2 separate regions of the Gossypium hirsutum genome follow, and region 2 is linked to region 1. The links are chromatin contacts, called in public Hi-C maps. All regions are on one chromosome and are shown on one strand. The core of a region is the stretch at or near the end of the contact, and the rest is flanking DNA. Distances in the headings are between cores, read along the strand shown. Region 1 holds the start of LOC107962124 (protein trichome birefringence-like 33). Region 2 holds the start of LOC121230723 (multiple inositol polyphosphate phosphatase 1).

The links. Hi-C and Micro-C count contacts between places; a contact is called where the count stands out from the background.
Region 2: a Hi-C map of leaf shows a contact between it and region 1, with 2.1 times the contacts expected there. The contact joins the promoter of LOC121230723 here to the promoter of LOC107962124 in region 1. A contact is called at or near these places in 16 of 34 Hi-C or Micro-C datasets (anther, callus, hypocotyl and 2 more).

Annotation. Positions count from the first base shown.
Region 1 is chrA06:120,476,154-120,480,759 of Gossypium_hirsutum_v2.1, forward strand. It overlaps LOC107962124 (protein trichome birefringence-like 33), which reads right to left and starts at 1,965. Exons shown (of 6, transcript XM_016898368.2): 1 at 1,602-1,965; 2 at 1,291-1,507; 3 at 695-872; 4 at 409-608; 5 at 139-297; 6 at 1-52. The coding sequence starts at 1,776. LOC107962123 (a long non-coding RNA gene) reads right to left here. Exons shown (of 2, transcript XR_001701521.2): 1 at 4,392-4,606; 2 at 3,691-4,108.
Region 2 is chrA06:120,624,411-120,628,958 of Gossypium_hirsutum_v2.1, forward strand. It overlaps LOC121230723 (multiple inositol polyphosphate phosphatase 1), which reads left to right and starts at 1,757. Exons shown (of 12, transcript XM_041116034.1): 1 at 1,757-2,187; 2 at 2,305-2,392; 3 at 2,857-3,150; 4 at 3,349-3,507; 5 at 3,897-4,037; 6 at 4,160-4,216. The coding sequence starts at 2,087. LOC121230722 (a long non-coding RNA gene) reads right to left here and starts at 689. Exons shown (of 2, transcript XR_005928861.1): 1 at 237-689.

The sequences.
Region 1 (4,606 bases), core at 715-3,214:
TGTTGTTTGATTATAACAGTTTTCACCTGGTTCACCTCCCCAATCTATACCCCTATCAAAAGAACAAATGAACGATCCAACACAAATTAATTTAACAGAAAAAATTCGATAATTCGAAACTTTAAATTATATAATTACTTTGCATGAGTAGGGGACATGCTAGTGAAAAAAACCCTAGTCTTCTTGCGATCCATATTTTTTCTCGCCCATCTCAACATGCTTCTCATTCCCATTCCATAGGCTTCCTCAGTTGAAACCTTTATTATTTCTTTATTCTCGTCCTCAAACGATCCTTTCCTGCTCAAAAATATATAATAAATATTTTTATTCGAAACATTTCTGATATTATATTTTTAATTTTTTTTAAAATATATTAAAAAATTAAATACATCCATATCCGACACCTACAAGACTTTCATGTCCAGTCCAGTCATCCACCACAAATAGGTATTGAAAACCAAGATATCAACCCCTTTCCAATTCTTGCCATGCTTATTGATCGAACCTTTCCTCACTATTCTATCCGATATCCTATGAACAATCGCATTATCTGAGTTCGATTCAAGGAGAAATGGAGCCCAGTAGAACTCAATGCTCGTATTATAATCCTTAAAAACGAAAAAATAATATTTGAACATCAATGGAGATTTTAACTTAAAAAAATATTGATCATAAATTAAATTAAATTACGTACCCTGGCTTTGAAAACTGTGAGGGAACCATTTTTATGAGTTTTCATGGATTTTTGGTCATCAGGGATGAGTTTATGAAGAAGACATATCATTGATACAAATTGACCACGGTTCAATGAGTCACCAACAAACATCATTTTCTTCCCTCTCAGTGTTTCCAACATCAATGTCGCATTGAAGCTGTTCATTCTATAATAATTATTCTCAGGCTATGTATCGGAAGTAAAAGTATCATTGAAGTTTTTATATTAAAAGTTAAATTGTATTTTGTCTATTATATTTAAAAAATAAATAAATTAATTTCTATATGTTAAATCAAAAAAGTAAATGGGTTATTTGTATTTAAAATTTCATTCATTTCTACTATAAAAATAAACGTAGTTGACGAGCGCCACGTGTATATCATCCTACCATACAGGGTCAATTTTTAATAGAATGATTCATTTGCTATTTAATTTAACATATAAGAATTAATTTAATCAATTTTTTGAATGAAAAATGCAATATTAAATTTACCTGTTAGTAGAAGGGTCTTTATATTACTTTCACAGTATAGTATATAAAATAAAACATTAAAATATGAATAATTTGTTTTTACCTAGGAAGATCGCATCCATGAGGTTGCCATCGCCATTTCTGATAGTCTTTATCAGGTCTTCCATGTTCTTGACATGTCAACTGGGGTTGAATGTACGGACACTCCGATTCTTCATAGAGAGGCCGAGTTAACTCGTCCCTCACCCACCTCCCACTGAATATATCACATCCTTCTTCGCCCTTCCCTATAGCGAATGCCAACTTCCCTCTTCTTTTCACTAACCCCAACAACCCCAATTCCCAAGTTAAATCCAAACAACATAAAAATAAAAAACAAAGCTTGACTCGTTTGACTGAGTTGAGTTAACTCACCAGGTTTAGACATGGCTCGGCCTGGAATTGGTTCAAGTTGTCCAAGAATGCACATGAAATCTTCTCCATAAAGAATAGAAACGAAAACAATGAAAGCTAACAACGTAAAGAGGTAGGGAGAGAGTCGAGCTTTTCTAAGAACAGCAGAGGAAGAAGACGACAATGGTGGTTTCATATCTTTGTTTCTTTAAAATTAAACCCAAAAATCTGTATTTTTTTTTACCTTAAATTTGTGTGTGAATTCTAATTATTTACAAGGGTTTAGGAATGTTGAGATTGGATTCATGAATTAATATATAGAGAGAACTATGCAAAGGTTTACTTCCACTACTGTTTCAGCAATTTAATAGGTTCATGTGTTCTCATTCTGAAATTTTAATTTTATCATTCAAATTCGTATATTTATAATTCTAATAATTTTATTTAAATAGAAATTCGATATAAACCCGAGAAAAAAATAATTATTATAATTATTATTCAATATTATTAGCATTTATATATATAATTTCTTTATTATTTTTGGTTACATAAAGTACCGTTGTGTTGTTGAATAATGATGCATAATTTGCAGCTAGAAAATGATTGTTTAGCCCCTACATTAATCAAACTATATGATTTGTCTTAATAAGTTCATCATAGATATTGAGGGGGAAATAGGTTTTCTTAATTTTTATTTTTATTTTCATTTTCATTAATTACATGTTTTGTAGATCTACTCAAGTGATTTATTTTTTTTCTCTTAAAGAAAATAAAAAAGAGTGGTAGTGGGCAGTAAATGGTGTAATGGAGAAGCTATAATTTTCCATTGGCTTTTAAGCTAAGGATTGTCCCTAAAATGTAAAAGATGCCATATCATTATCCTACTTTAGTGACATGGATATGCAATTTCTATCTTCATAATTATATTTAAAATTTTAGATAAATAATTAATTCTTGAAATATTTAAACATATATATATATATATGTCATGTCATTTTTAATGTTATTTATTTAACTTAACCTTTGCTATTGTATTTAATATTAAAAGAAAAAAAAATAAAGGTGATGGTGATGGTGATTTAATAAACTAAGGTTGCTTTGTTTTAAGAAATTTAGCATTTAGGTGAGGATTTGGTGACATTTTACATTATTTTTATATGCTTTTATTATAATGTCTACTCTTTAACAATAAAATAAAGCAGCAGTTAGCTGTTTTGTTGTACACCTTGGATGATGCAATGCATCACCTAAATCATTTCCATATATTTTTGTTTCTATTAAATTGTCTACTGAATTTTAGTTTGACTGATATTATTATTAAATACAAAAAAAATATGGACTCGAGCATGTTGAAACACATTTTTCCTTTTATTCAGTTATGTATAGTTTTATACATGGTATAAAAAAATAATTAATAAATTGAGATTAAAAATATGATGTGATAGAATTAAAATACAAGACACCATCCAATGTGCAAGTTAATCACTTTAAAATATAATTAATAAATTAAATAATAAATTATGCAATAAAATATATTCCTCTGTATATAAATGATAAATTTTATAAATAATTCTTGAAAAGTATTAAATTATGTCAAAAATTAAATATAGAGATAAAATCTTGAATTTAAGCGTAATATAGGGACTAAAACTAAATTTGATTATCGTTATATAATCTAAAAAGAGAAATGAAAGGATCAAAACTGAAATTAAACAAATTTGAGTGTAGTATAGAGATTGAAATAGAAATTTAACCATTATTACATAAAGTAAGAAAAGTAAAAGGATCATAATTGCAAGTGAACCATTATACCATAAATCATATTAAAAAAAAAACAAGTTGGATGATTTTATGCATGCTACACCTCACCTGTCTATAAAATTATCACTATATTTTTCAATTTATTCATACTTTTTCTTATATATATAATTTTGGGCCGAGTTTAATTTTTTAAAAAGAAAATTATATTCTTATTATTTTTAAAAAATGAAGAAAAATGTGAACGAAACGATTAAAGGCCCCAAGACCAGATGATTAGCCTACCAATTTTTTCAAGCTATTTGAGACTCCCAGATTCATGAAGATGCTTAAAGAAAACTTCACAGTCATGTCAACAAATCTCTTGGTAGGTACTTGGGATTTAATATGAAGCATATTTCTTCTAAAAGCTCATTTTTTCAATCTACCATTAATACGCTGAATATCAAGCTCTAAGGATGGAAGTCCAAATTGCTCTCTCCTCGTTGTAGGTTGACTATGATTTTCTCTGTAGGTACCTAAATTTACCCGGGCCCATAATTGCTAATCAGCCCAGACCCAAAAAAGAAATATAAACTAAAACCCAATTACAAGGACAGCCCGATAGGCCCAAAATCAAGCCAATCTTGGCAAACCGAAACCCTAGTCTCCTCCCCTGGCGCTGTACCCTTCCCATGTGCGCCCTCGGCATGCACGACGCCCAAGGGCCGACTTTGCCTTCAACCTTACACCAAAATGGCATGCTTTCACTGCCGTTGACCCCCCTAGGCCTGCAAAACAGAAGCAAAAGAGAGCAAAGCAGCAGAAGCAAAAGGAAATAGTAACAAACAGTAGAAAAATCTTTGTATTCGGCTATAAGAAAAGCCTGGAACAAACAATTTTTTTACACAGACTATTAAGGAAAAAGAGCAAAATACAAGCAAAGGTTGATTCCAATCTCGTTTTCGACTCGTTCTTCATATTTTATTTATGCTTTCATTTTTTTATTTTTCATTTTTATTTTTTTAATCATAAATCTATTTTAAACAAAATAAAAAGGGAGTAAAAACTCACCGAAACCGCCCCGTGACCGCTTCGTCGGAGGGCTTTTCGTCGTTGTCGCGTTCGAACCCAAAAGGGGGTGCGAACCATTATCCTTGCGCTTCCGAGGATTGATGGTGTTATAACCTTCAAACGCGCCTTGAAACGGGGCTTAATGCCCACCCTTGTGCACTGTCGGCCGCCGGGTACAGTGGTGGCACGATAGATGGAGATTTGGGTGTCCCCTT
Region 2 (4,548 bases), core at 507-3,006, 150 kb after region 1:
GAAGATATCCCAAATTTAATCCATATAGGGAATTTAGACTTTGATATACATCACAAAAGTTTGAAACCACCATCCTAAACTAGGTCAACAAAACATAGAACCATAAAAAGGGCACAGATGAACTAAATCTGAACTATAAAACATTAGGGAGGAACCAAAATCAAGAATTATTTCTCTCCTATAAACAAGAACCATAGAGAAGAAAAGCAAAAAAAAAAAAACAGAACAGAGCAAACCCCTAAACTGAACGCATAAACAAGACAGAGGCTGTCGAGAAGAACGGAGGAACTGGTGACTTCAATTGACTGACATGAAATAGCGGAGAACTGAAAGTGGCCGGAGGCGAAGAAAGCAAGAGAGGCTGGGTGAGAGGAGCTGTTGGGTTGAAGAAGGAGGGTTTTAGAAAGGTGAGGGGCAAAATTTGAAAATGGAAATAAAATCTTATTCCACCTTGGCTGAATTACCATTCAGTGGTGAGGGAAGGAAATGCCTATGCTGCCTTTTGCCGAAATAAGGCCTAGTCCATGCGGACCATAATAAGTCATTGTAATCAACCGAACATTAATTTAGTGGTGAGCCTACTGAATTCGGCTAGAATCCAGTCATAAACCCCCAATTAAACATGTAAAGAGTTTAAAACTCATAATTACTACCCTGATAATTATATCTGTGTATTGATTGCTTTTAGACACATGTTTGCCTTTGATTGATGTTTTTCAAAATACATTGTTTCTTTGTTACTGCCTTCGCTTAAAAGTGTTGCTTCAATTTCCCACCCAGGTAGTTATAAATACGGCTCTTTTGCGACTTTAAGGCCTTTGTCGTCATCGAAAACTTGCTTCTTCTTGTCTTTTTGTCCTCTCAATTTTTTCATTTTGTCTTACAAAATCATCGACGATCCTTCAAGATTGCAAAGAGAAATGCTTCAATGGAAAGTGAAAATCGGTTATGCATCACTACCACAGGGGAGATAACCATGTTGATGTACCGTGTCTCAAGCTGTATCATTATAAATATGAGTTCTTGTTTCCCTTAAGATCACACCAAATAAGTGAAGTTACAACCAATGGATGGGGCTTTTATCTCCCATTGCATCTATTTGAAGTGGGTTTTCATTTGCTCCATCATCCTTAGTTTTTAGAGATATTGCAATTGAAAAATATGACCCCTAAACAACTATAAAATGCTTCTTAACATATGTTATTATTGTATTTTTTAGATTATAAGGAACATTGAGAAGAATATTCTTCAATTAGCTTTAAAAATCTATTTACCCTTACTTGAAGGTTCTCTTGGAATAAGTCACTTCTGGTTGCAGGATAGTGTAATCTTGAGATGAACAAATTCCCCAAAAATGTTACCTTTTATCACCATAAATATATTATGGTAAAGAACAAGTTTGGAAGACTTTCCATTTCCCCTAAAGTAGATTTTTTTATTTGTAGGATTTTTCCTCTTCTATTCGATAAATACATTTCCAAGAATCAATTTCATCACCTAAGAACAGAGTAAGTGAAGTTTAACGAGTTGTAACCTCTAAATTAACTTTTGGTGGTTTTGTTTTAATAAGTCCATTGATGCAACCCCAAAATTGGTGGCTAGTTCTCTAAATAACTTAATTGTTATTTTAATCTATCAAATAACAAGTTAGGCTAGTGTTATTTTTCCCATAACTTTCCCAATGGTAGTAGTCTTTGTTAGTTCAAAGCTCAAACCCAATCTCCCATCATATTAATGGGATGGGCGGAAATGAAATAATTCGGATTAACGCAAGTGAGAATTCGAAACCCAAATTCTAAGAAAGGTAAAAAGACAAGCAAAGGAAAGCAGCCGCTGGCGCTGCGCCAGTTTAGGATAGCGATCTTAATCTAACACCGTGGAAAATATGGTCAACAATTATTTAACCCCAAAAGTAATCTAGATCAACGTGTAGTAATAACTCAGACGCTTCAATTCAGTACGCGGGTAGCATGGAATTGTTAATGGCGGTTTTCAACCCAAACCCAAAGCTTTCATTTTCAGTCTATTTATTAAAACCCTCCATTTTTCTTCCCAGTTAATTTTCAAAAAAGGGTCTCTGAAGAAAATGGCCATGGCAGCAATTTTGTTGCTGTTTTTAACGTTATTTTCAAATTCAAAAGCTGATCGAGATTTCGATGTTCGTCAACACCTCTCTACTGTAACAAGGTCTCGCTCTTCTTCACTATCTCATTGAATCGTAGTTTCATCATCTTTACAATTTTGAATCAGGTTTATATTATTATTTTAGTTTTTTTCTTATTTATTCCTTTTTTTTTGGAGCAGATATGGTGCTGTGAAAGATATTGTTGACAATTCGTTTATACCATCTGATATTCCTCAAGGCTGTACTCCTATCCACTTAAATCTTGTGGTAATTTTGTTTTATTTTCATGAAATTTGAGTTTTTAATTATTCGCGGCAGCTAGAAATGGTGTTGAGATTAAGTTAATATGGAGTAGATGTATATTTTGGATCTACATTTTATTGTTAGATGAAGTTTGTCTTTACAAAATTTAGCATAATTATTCTTTAATAATATGCCCCCACTGAACCAAATTTATGGAAGATTTACTACAAAGTTTGATTTTAGATGCATGGGAGAAGTAGGGTAAGTATTGTGCATTGTTTCCAATTGTTAGCTTATTGGATATCTTTAAGATTTGCTGTTGTTATATTCTGTGCAAAGCATAGCAGTTTTGAGATTGCTTCTTACTCATTGTGCTGCCTTTTAAGAGTCATTGTTTTGCTTGAGATTTCTAGCGTGGTTAGTTAGTACTTGTTGAATGTCTTGGGAGTACAAACAAAAGGGAAGTTAGTTTAAATATTTATTTTTAGGCAAGACATGGAACGCGTTCTCCTACAAAGAAGCGGGTGAGAGAGATGGAAAAGTTGGCTTCTCATATAAAGGAACTTATAGAAGATGCCAAACAGAGGAATTTGTCCTTACAAAAAGTCCCTGCTTGGTTTCATAACTGGGAGTCTCCTTGGAAAGGGAAACTGAAAGGTGGAGAGTTGGATATCAAAGGAGAAGAGGAATTGTATCAGCTTGGAATCAGGGTTAGGGAAAGATTTCCCGATATATTTAATGAGGAATACCACCCCGATGTGTATCCCATAAAGACTACTCAAGTGAGTTCTATGTTTGAAAATTTATTTTCTATTATACATGTGTGTGTGTGATTAAGAGGTTTTTTTCTTTGATTTGGGATTTCTGGTATAACATATGGATGCTACTGCAAACCTATTTTTCTTTATCCCCATTTCTGAAGATGGTCTTATTGTACATTATTTATTTATTTAGAATTTCCTTCTTAATTTGTGGGAAAGATTCCTCGGGCTTCTGCTAGTGCTGTTGCATTTGGCATGGGGCTATTTAGTGGAAAAGGAAGTCTAGGTCCAGGTCGTCATCGAGCATTTGCTGTTACAAGTGAAAGTCGAGCAAGTGACACAATCCTGAGGTTTTTTGAGTGTTGTCAAACCTACAAGGTATGTACGATGTTTCTTCATTATTATTAGAGCACCAACACAAGTATGGTTAATACGATTATGTGTTTCTAGATTTTCCATATTTTTATACTGATATTAATTTTGGCTACAAATTTGAGAAGTTTGATGCAAGAAAATTAGCTGAGATTTTAAGTTAGTCAAACATTCTTTTTGTTGTTTTCTTAATCATTTTTGTACATTTTATACATATTCAGCACCTTTACCTCTTTAGGTTAATCTAACCTTCAACTTTCGGATTTGATTCATTTGTTGATCAATCTAACCTTTACTGCTTAGATTAATCTAATCATTTTGTTGATTCATTTGTGCTGTAATTTGATTGGTTTGCCTTCTTATTTGCTTATTTAAACTGAATTTTGTGAGTGCAGGACTTCAGGAAAAACCAAGAGCCTTCTTTCAATAAGCTGAAAGAACCGATCCTGACGGAGATTACCTCTGCATTGGCTAAGCAGTATGAGTTCAATTTTACAATACAGGATATATCCTCTCTTTGGTTTCTGTGTAAACAGGTACTCATCTTCTTTTCATGTAAATTTTGTAGTTCATACCCTGTTAAAAATCAGGAAGGTCTAATATTGGTCAATTCAACTTTAGTCTTATATTTTGGTTCCTTTGATTTTCAATATGGCAGGAATCATCCTTGTTGGATATAACTGATCAAGCTTGCAGTCTTTTCAGTCCCACTGAGGTATTCTCATGCTTCATTACTCTTTATGGAGAAATCAATATAAACAGCTTCATTGGAGTTGGGATCTATTCATTTAAAAGATTGGAGATAGTATGCATATCCCATCACTGCTCATATTGGAAATACTGTTGATATGTAGGGACCGTTATGATTTTCCAGAATGTGGACATTTTTTTCAAAAATATTGATGCTATTAATGTTCGCTAGAAGTGTATATCATCTCTAAATATTTTGAAGCTTAAATTTTATACAGTTTATTTTATTTATATGTTTATTATTTTTCATTAATCTAACATATATCATTTGCTGATCTCCATACCAGTAAATACGTA